Linked DNA regions of Zea mays: region 1 is linked to region 2. A link is a contact called in public Hi-C data. All regions are on one chromosome and are shown on one strand. Each heading gives the region's core, a stretch centred on a gene start, on an enhancer-like site or on the middle of the called end of the contact. The rest is flanking DNA. Distances are from core to core; before and after follow the strand shown. Region 1 holds the start of LOC100283273. Region 2 holds the start of LOC100283991 (shikimate kinase family protein).

What was found. A called contact is a pair of places that touch in the nucleus more often than the background predicts.
Region 1: a contact with region 2 is called in a Hi-C map of tassel, with 2.7 times the contacts expected there. The contact joins the promoter of LOC100283273 here to the promoter of LOC100283991 in region 2. A contact is called at or near these places in 3 of 25 Hi-C or Micro-C datasets (ear, leaf and tassel).

What each region holds. Positions count from the first base shown.
Region 1 is chr1:155,031,430-155,034,508 of Zm-B73-REFERENCE-NAM-5.0, forward strand. It overlaps LOC100283273, which reads left to right and starts at 1,256. Exons shown (of 6, transcript NM_001156175.2): 1 at 1,256-1,551. The coding sequence starts at 1,382.
Region 2 is chr1:154,798,742-154,802,074 of Zm-B73-REFERENCE-NAM-5.0, forward strand. LOC100283991 (shikimate kinase family protein) reads left to right here and starts at 2,035. Exons shown (of 9, transcript NM_001156889.1): 1 at 2,035-2,188; 2 at 2,278-2,324; 3 at 2,452-2,506. The coding sequence starts at 2,044.

The DNA.
Region 1 (3,079 bases), core at 6-2,505, 230 kb after region 2:
CGCCGAAGGTGTGAGCAGGAAAGCTTCGGCGCGGCAGCAAAAAGTGAAACCGACTTAAAGATGAAAAGGCTATTTAGACCTCGACAGATTACTATAGAATTATTATCAAGTGTAAAGGGCATGAGTGTAATTTTGTATGGGTTGTGTCCCGTGCCTATAAATAGGTGAACAGTACCCCCGTACTGTTCACGCTGACTTGGCATTCGCTTTTTGCGTCACACTTGTACTATCATCTCCTTCCAGTTAAAGGTACACTTGTAATTCAACGATATTTTTGTCTATGCCTGATAATAATACATAATTGTTTATGTTGACTTTTACATTTCTTACATTTCATCCTTCGTAATTGTATAATAAAGTTATGAAGGTATGCCTTTCATAACCTTCGTCCAAGGATCATTATATCCTAAGGGAAATAATGCTTCGAAGGACGGAGGACTTTAACGATTAACATTTTCTATGTTGCCTTGTTCTTAACTCATAGCATTTGAGAACAAGTCCCCAACAGGGGAGACATGGGGGGCACCGTTGGAGGTGGTTTAACTCTGAAGGAGGAGTCGATGGACCATCCAAGATAGTGAAGGAAGAACAAGTGAGGTAAGAGAATCCGAGGAAGATAGAAGAGAGAAAGGCGAGCCATCCATTGGAATTAGATGTGAACGACGACGGGCTAGTGACGACGACATATGTACGTATTAAGCAGATGATGACAAAGGAAGGGAGGGTCACACGCGGATTAATATACTCTTTTGTGGTGCTAACAGGGTTGGTACAGTAAAAAGACACTAATGTAGATGGTGTAGTATGTGCCGTATTCTACGTGATTACGTAACATCGCTTGCTATGTTTAGGGCTTGTTCGTTTCTGTCGGATTGGTGGGTCGGAACGATTTCTAACCGGATTGCTTCTCTAATTTATATAAACTTTGATTGAGTGGAACGATTCTGGGTGCAATCCGACACAAACGAACAAGCTCTTAGGCTGACCAGCCGGTGCGAGGCGGAACGAGGTACTTTAACCGCGCTATATATATATATGACCAACTTTCGAAATAAATAAATAGGGACGTTATTTTTAGAAATAATTTTTAAAAGGTTAAAAATATAAAAAAGAATCTTCAGTGGCTGAGACCGAAAGAAAGCCGGAGCCCCTGCACGGCTCCACGCATTCGCACGCGGGCAGACGAGGCGAGACGGCTGCGTGGTGGGCCCCACGTGCAGCCTCACGAGCCGCGTCATGTCCCCAGATGGGGCTTCGGGCTTCGGCTATTACCTGGCGCGGAGAGGAGAGGGAGTGAGTCGAGATCCATTCCCAACTGCACCTGCGCGCCTCGACTGGTAGCCCGAACCCTAGCTAGCAGGTCGGAGGCGAGAGAGCAGCCATGGCGCGGTGCCTCGCGCTCGTCTCCCTCCTTCTCCTCGGCCTCGCCTCCGCCGCCTCCGCTGCCGATGCGCCCTTTGTCGTCGCGCACAAGAAGGTTTCGCTCTCCCGCCCCAAGCCGGGCGTCGAGCGCGTCGCCGTCTCCCTCGACCTCTACAACCAGGGATCCGCGTGAGTACCGCCGCTCCCCCGCAGCCCCCACCCCCGATCCGGTTTGTTGTTAATAGTAGTTTCCGCCGATCTGGTTTGTTGCTCGTAGTAGTTTCGCTTGCTCCTAGGTCCTGATCGGACTCTGTATGCCTTCCTTTTCTGGGCATTAGTATTTGAATTGACCTGCTTGGATCTGCGTCATGCGGTGAGCGAGTGATGCGAGGTTTCCTTGTTAAACCTCAGCCGGGGGATTTAATTTCCAATTTCCTTTTATCGCAGGTCCGCTAAATCTGAATGATATATTTGCTTAATTGCGTATAAGCAGCGAAGAATCGATAGTTTACAACCATCCCTTGCTCTTGTGCTTCTAGCCTATTGAATCTCAATCCTCCCAACCCGTTATGTAAACGGGAGCATACCATTACCGTGTGTGCTGCCCTTGCTTTTTTTTACTGCTAGATCAATAACTTGTTATCCTCAATTGTTAACTAACTAACTAAGCAATGGTTCTTGTGCATATGTGGTGCATGCTAATGGTTACCTAAGCAATTGTTTCAAGTCGTCCGATTAATCGCGATTAATCGTCCAAGTCGGTTTGGACCAATCACGACTAATCGCCCAAGTCATCCGACTAATCGTGATTAATCACGATTAATCGCCCTAGTTGGTCAGCCAGAATGACCAGCAAGTCGTCCGACTTGAAAACATTGTACCTAGGTAAACACTAATAGGGTATTTGGTTTGGGGAATGAGCTAGTCCATCATTTTCTCACTCACTTTTTTTGTTTGGTTTGTGGAATGGAATGAGTTGATTCATCACTACCTCATTCCTCATAGTTAGTTATAGTTAGTTAGTAATAATATGAGGAATGGGGTCATCCACCAAATTTGAGGAATGAACCCATGATGCACCATCTCATTTTGTATGGAGTGATTCCTAAAACCAAACACCCCCTAGCATTTTAGTCACTGCCTCCCAAGCGCTGGTGCTAACTTGCGTGTACCATTGTACATAGTTGTGTCACAAAGGAAAATGTTCATATGGTCCATATGGGACATTGCATAGTCTATTTTGTTTGCTACATCTTACTAGAATTTTTATGTTGTCATCATACTGATGGTTAATAATATCTTAGTTTGTATAAAAAAGATCTTTGCAATTTATTTCATACAGAAATTGATGCTTTGTCAGTTTCCCAAAGAGTTCACTCTTTGGTCTGCACTTGCAAAAGTAATGCACTTTCTATTCATTCGCAGAATTGTGTCAGGTTTGCTTTGGGTTTAAGGCAATTGGTACCATTGCAGTTGCATGCATTATATTTATACTAGCCATTTGTATGGGACAGCAAAATGTGTTGATTTGCTTGCCTAAAGATATCTTGCTTGTTCGGATATATATCCTGTCACATATTTATAGTATATATCTGGCTAGATCTGGAAGCCAAACACATGACTGTTGGACTAGTTGGTTATGTTAAACATTAAATGACCTTACAAAGTGACCTGGGATTTTTACTACATGTGCTGTGGATTTACTCTCTTTGTGCTA
Region 2 (3,333 bases), core at 785-3,284:
TGGCCTCTGCCGAACAACCTCCGCCTCGCCCGACCCAGGAGCTCGGGCTCGGCCTCGGCCATGGAAGACAGATTCAACCCCGGCTTCGGAGGAACCTCCATGTCGCCCGACCTAGGGCATAGGCCCGCCACGTCAACAGGAAGCGCCATCATCACTCTACCCCGAGCCGACTCGGGCCACAGAGAACGAGACCGGTGTCCCATCTGGCTAGCTCCTCCAGATAGGCAATGATGGCGCCCCGCTAGCCCTGTGACGACGGCGGCTCTCAGCTCCCTTACGGAAGCAGGGGGACGTCAGCAAGGACCCAACCGCTCCGACAGCTGTCCCTCCGCCAGGCTCCGTTGCTCCTCCGACAGCCACGACACCACACCAGCAGGGTGCCAAGATCTCTCCGGCTGCCACATTGGCATGTACTTAGGGCGCTAGCTCTCCCCCCGCTAGACACGTAGCACTCTGCTACACCCCATTTGTACACCTGGATCCTCTCCTTACGCCTATAAAAGGAAGGACCAGGGCCTTCTTAGAGAAGGTTGGCCACGTGGGGACGAGGACGGGGCAGACGCTCTCTTGGGGCCGCTCGCTTCCCTCACCCGCGTGGACGCTTGTAACCCCCTACTGCAAGCGCATCCGACCTGGGCGCGGGACGAACACGAAGGCCGCGGGATTTCCACCTCTCTCACGCCCGTCTCCGGCCACCTCGCTTCCCCCCTTCGCGCTCGCCCACGCGCTCGACCCATCTGGGCTGGGGCACGCGGCACACTCACTCGTCGGCTTAGGGACCCCCCGGTCTCGAGACGCCGACAACTCTCCAACCAAACAAAGAACCGAGCAGCTCTGCTTTATTGTACTCTTCAACCAAACAAAAATAGAGTAACTATGTTCTGCTTGTCAAACGGAGAATAGAACGGATCCATTCTAAAAACTAGAATGCAGTCGTTCTATTTTAATTGACTCCAACCAAATGCATCCTAAAATTGTCAGGACCCGCACTGTTACGTACCATGTGTTTGGTTGGCTGTATCAGGAGAGCTAGACTCCTCACATGCATTGACTACAGTTGAGCCCGTGTTTGGTTCGCTGTAGCTAGGAAGCTGGGCGCGCATGCACTGGTGCAGTCTAAGCTTATTTTATTGTATCCACATATGCACAAGAATCGGTCGTATCCCGCGGGACATGATTGGGCCTGCATGCGCTCGCGCATGCATCCAATCATACGTGTAGTGACTGTGTTCGCCTGAGGTCCTCTGTGCGGCATCCAGAGCCAGAGCGCATACCGCGGCCTGAGGGCTACAGCTAGGGGTGGAAACGAGCCGAGCTCGGCTCGGCTCGGCTCGGCTCGCTGCGGCTCGCTCATGTAACGAGTCGAGCTCGGCTCGGCTCGCCCATCTCACGAGCTGGAAAAAGCGGCTCGGCTCGGCTCGCTCCTGGCTCGCGAGCCGGCTCGCCGAGTCAACGAGCCTAGGCATAAAATTAAATCTGCTCTCTAAATTATAATATAAAATCTTAAAAATATTTTAAATAATATATTTTAAATTAGTAAAATAGATATATTACTAATATAATGTATAAAATAGATTATTTTTGTATAGTAATCTCAAATAACATAAATTAATTGTCTACTCGATATTAATATTATATGCTAATTAAGATTTTATGTAACAAATTGTTGTTGGGTCGAGCCACGAGCCAGCTCGCGAGCTGCACCGAGCCGAGCCGAGCTGGCTCGCTCTTTTCACGAGCCAGAAAAACAGGCTCGGCTCGGGCTCGTTCGGAGCGTCGAGCCGGTCCGAGCCGAGCCGAGCTGCTGCGAGCCCGAGCTAGCTCGTCGAGCTCGAGCTTTTTTTCCGGCCCTAGCTACAGCTAAGGCCAGGCCACTGGGCCTTTCGTGTTGGGCCATCCGAGACTGGAAAGTGGGGCCCACGAGGCGTATCGATCAAGCACCGTCCACTCTCACATCAAAGGCGGAGGTGAGCTCCTTCGGCTCTGCGCCTTTGCAGTTGCGGATAACGGGGAGGAGGCGGAGCGACCAACGGCACAGGCACCATGGCGATGCGAGCAGCTACAGCGGCGGCGACAGGCTTCTTCTCTCCATCCACCGTCCCTCCGAGGCGCTTCTCGTCCGTTACACCGCCGGCGTCACTCTGCACCGCGCGCTGCATCCAGCGTCACCGTCTCCGCGCCTTCCCAAGTACAGTGCTGCAATCTCTCCGTTCCTTCCTTTTGGTGTTCCCATTTCTCAATGTACAAATACCGCCTCTCTCACCATTCCCTTTGCAGGCTTGGAAATACCTCTAGAGGAACTCAACCCATCCGTCGATCTACTTGTAGGCTCCACCCTTCTCCCTCCCCCTGTTCCTGTCATATTTTATCTTCCTGTTATTGTTTTTAAATAATCGTTGCCCTACTTATGGACGGATTTTGCATGGTTTTCTTGGTTGCAATCTAATGCAGAGGAGAACTGCGGAGGCCGTTGGCGATTTCAGGAAAACGCCAATCTATATTGTTGGTATGCTTGTCAGCTTCCTTTGGAATTTTTTTTCCAGGGGATAGGGGGATTAAAAGGCCTCAGCAAACCAATCGTTAGCCACAACAATCAAATCTAGACACATTTTAAATTTCGTAACACAACAAACTAACCGACATTAATCTTAGCAGCCCAAAAGTAAGAAAACTGCTCGTAAAAAATGGGCTTGTTCTTGATCCAACCAACATTTTTTAGCCAACCTTAGGCATAGCCCAGGTCTTGGTTATGACAATCTTTCGGGAATAGATATCAATATGTGATGTGATCTTTGCTGTCATTATAATTGTTGTAATGGACATCGGACAGAATATTTTAAGTTGCCAAGATACAAATGTCAGGTCAGTATGCATCCAAACAGCACAAGAGAAAACAACTGATATTGGTGTGAGGACACTGTGGAATTCTAAAACTCATCAGTTTCTTTGACCACCACAATTTACAGCAAAGAATTTCTTCTGGATGAGAGTACGAGACAGAAGACAAGTTGCCAAACATTTTCTAGTTGAGTATCCAATACCTTCTGCCGTCATGGTGTTCCCACAGTTATGGTTGATCACCAATAGAATATTGATTTGTTGTTGTCTAGCTAAGTAATTGTAGTCCCAGACCCAGCCTACAATTTTCTGCCAGCCTACAATAGAATATGGTGTTTCCTACAGACCTTGCAAATTTGGTCGACATTACAATCCTTGACAGTGCCTATCCATTGTGACCACTTTGTTCTGCAGAAGGATCCACAGTTGTTTTTGAACTTGCATTTGTTTTCAACCTATGTCATCCACCATCCAAGCTTCTTTTTGTTGACCAAC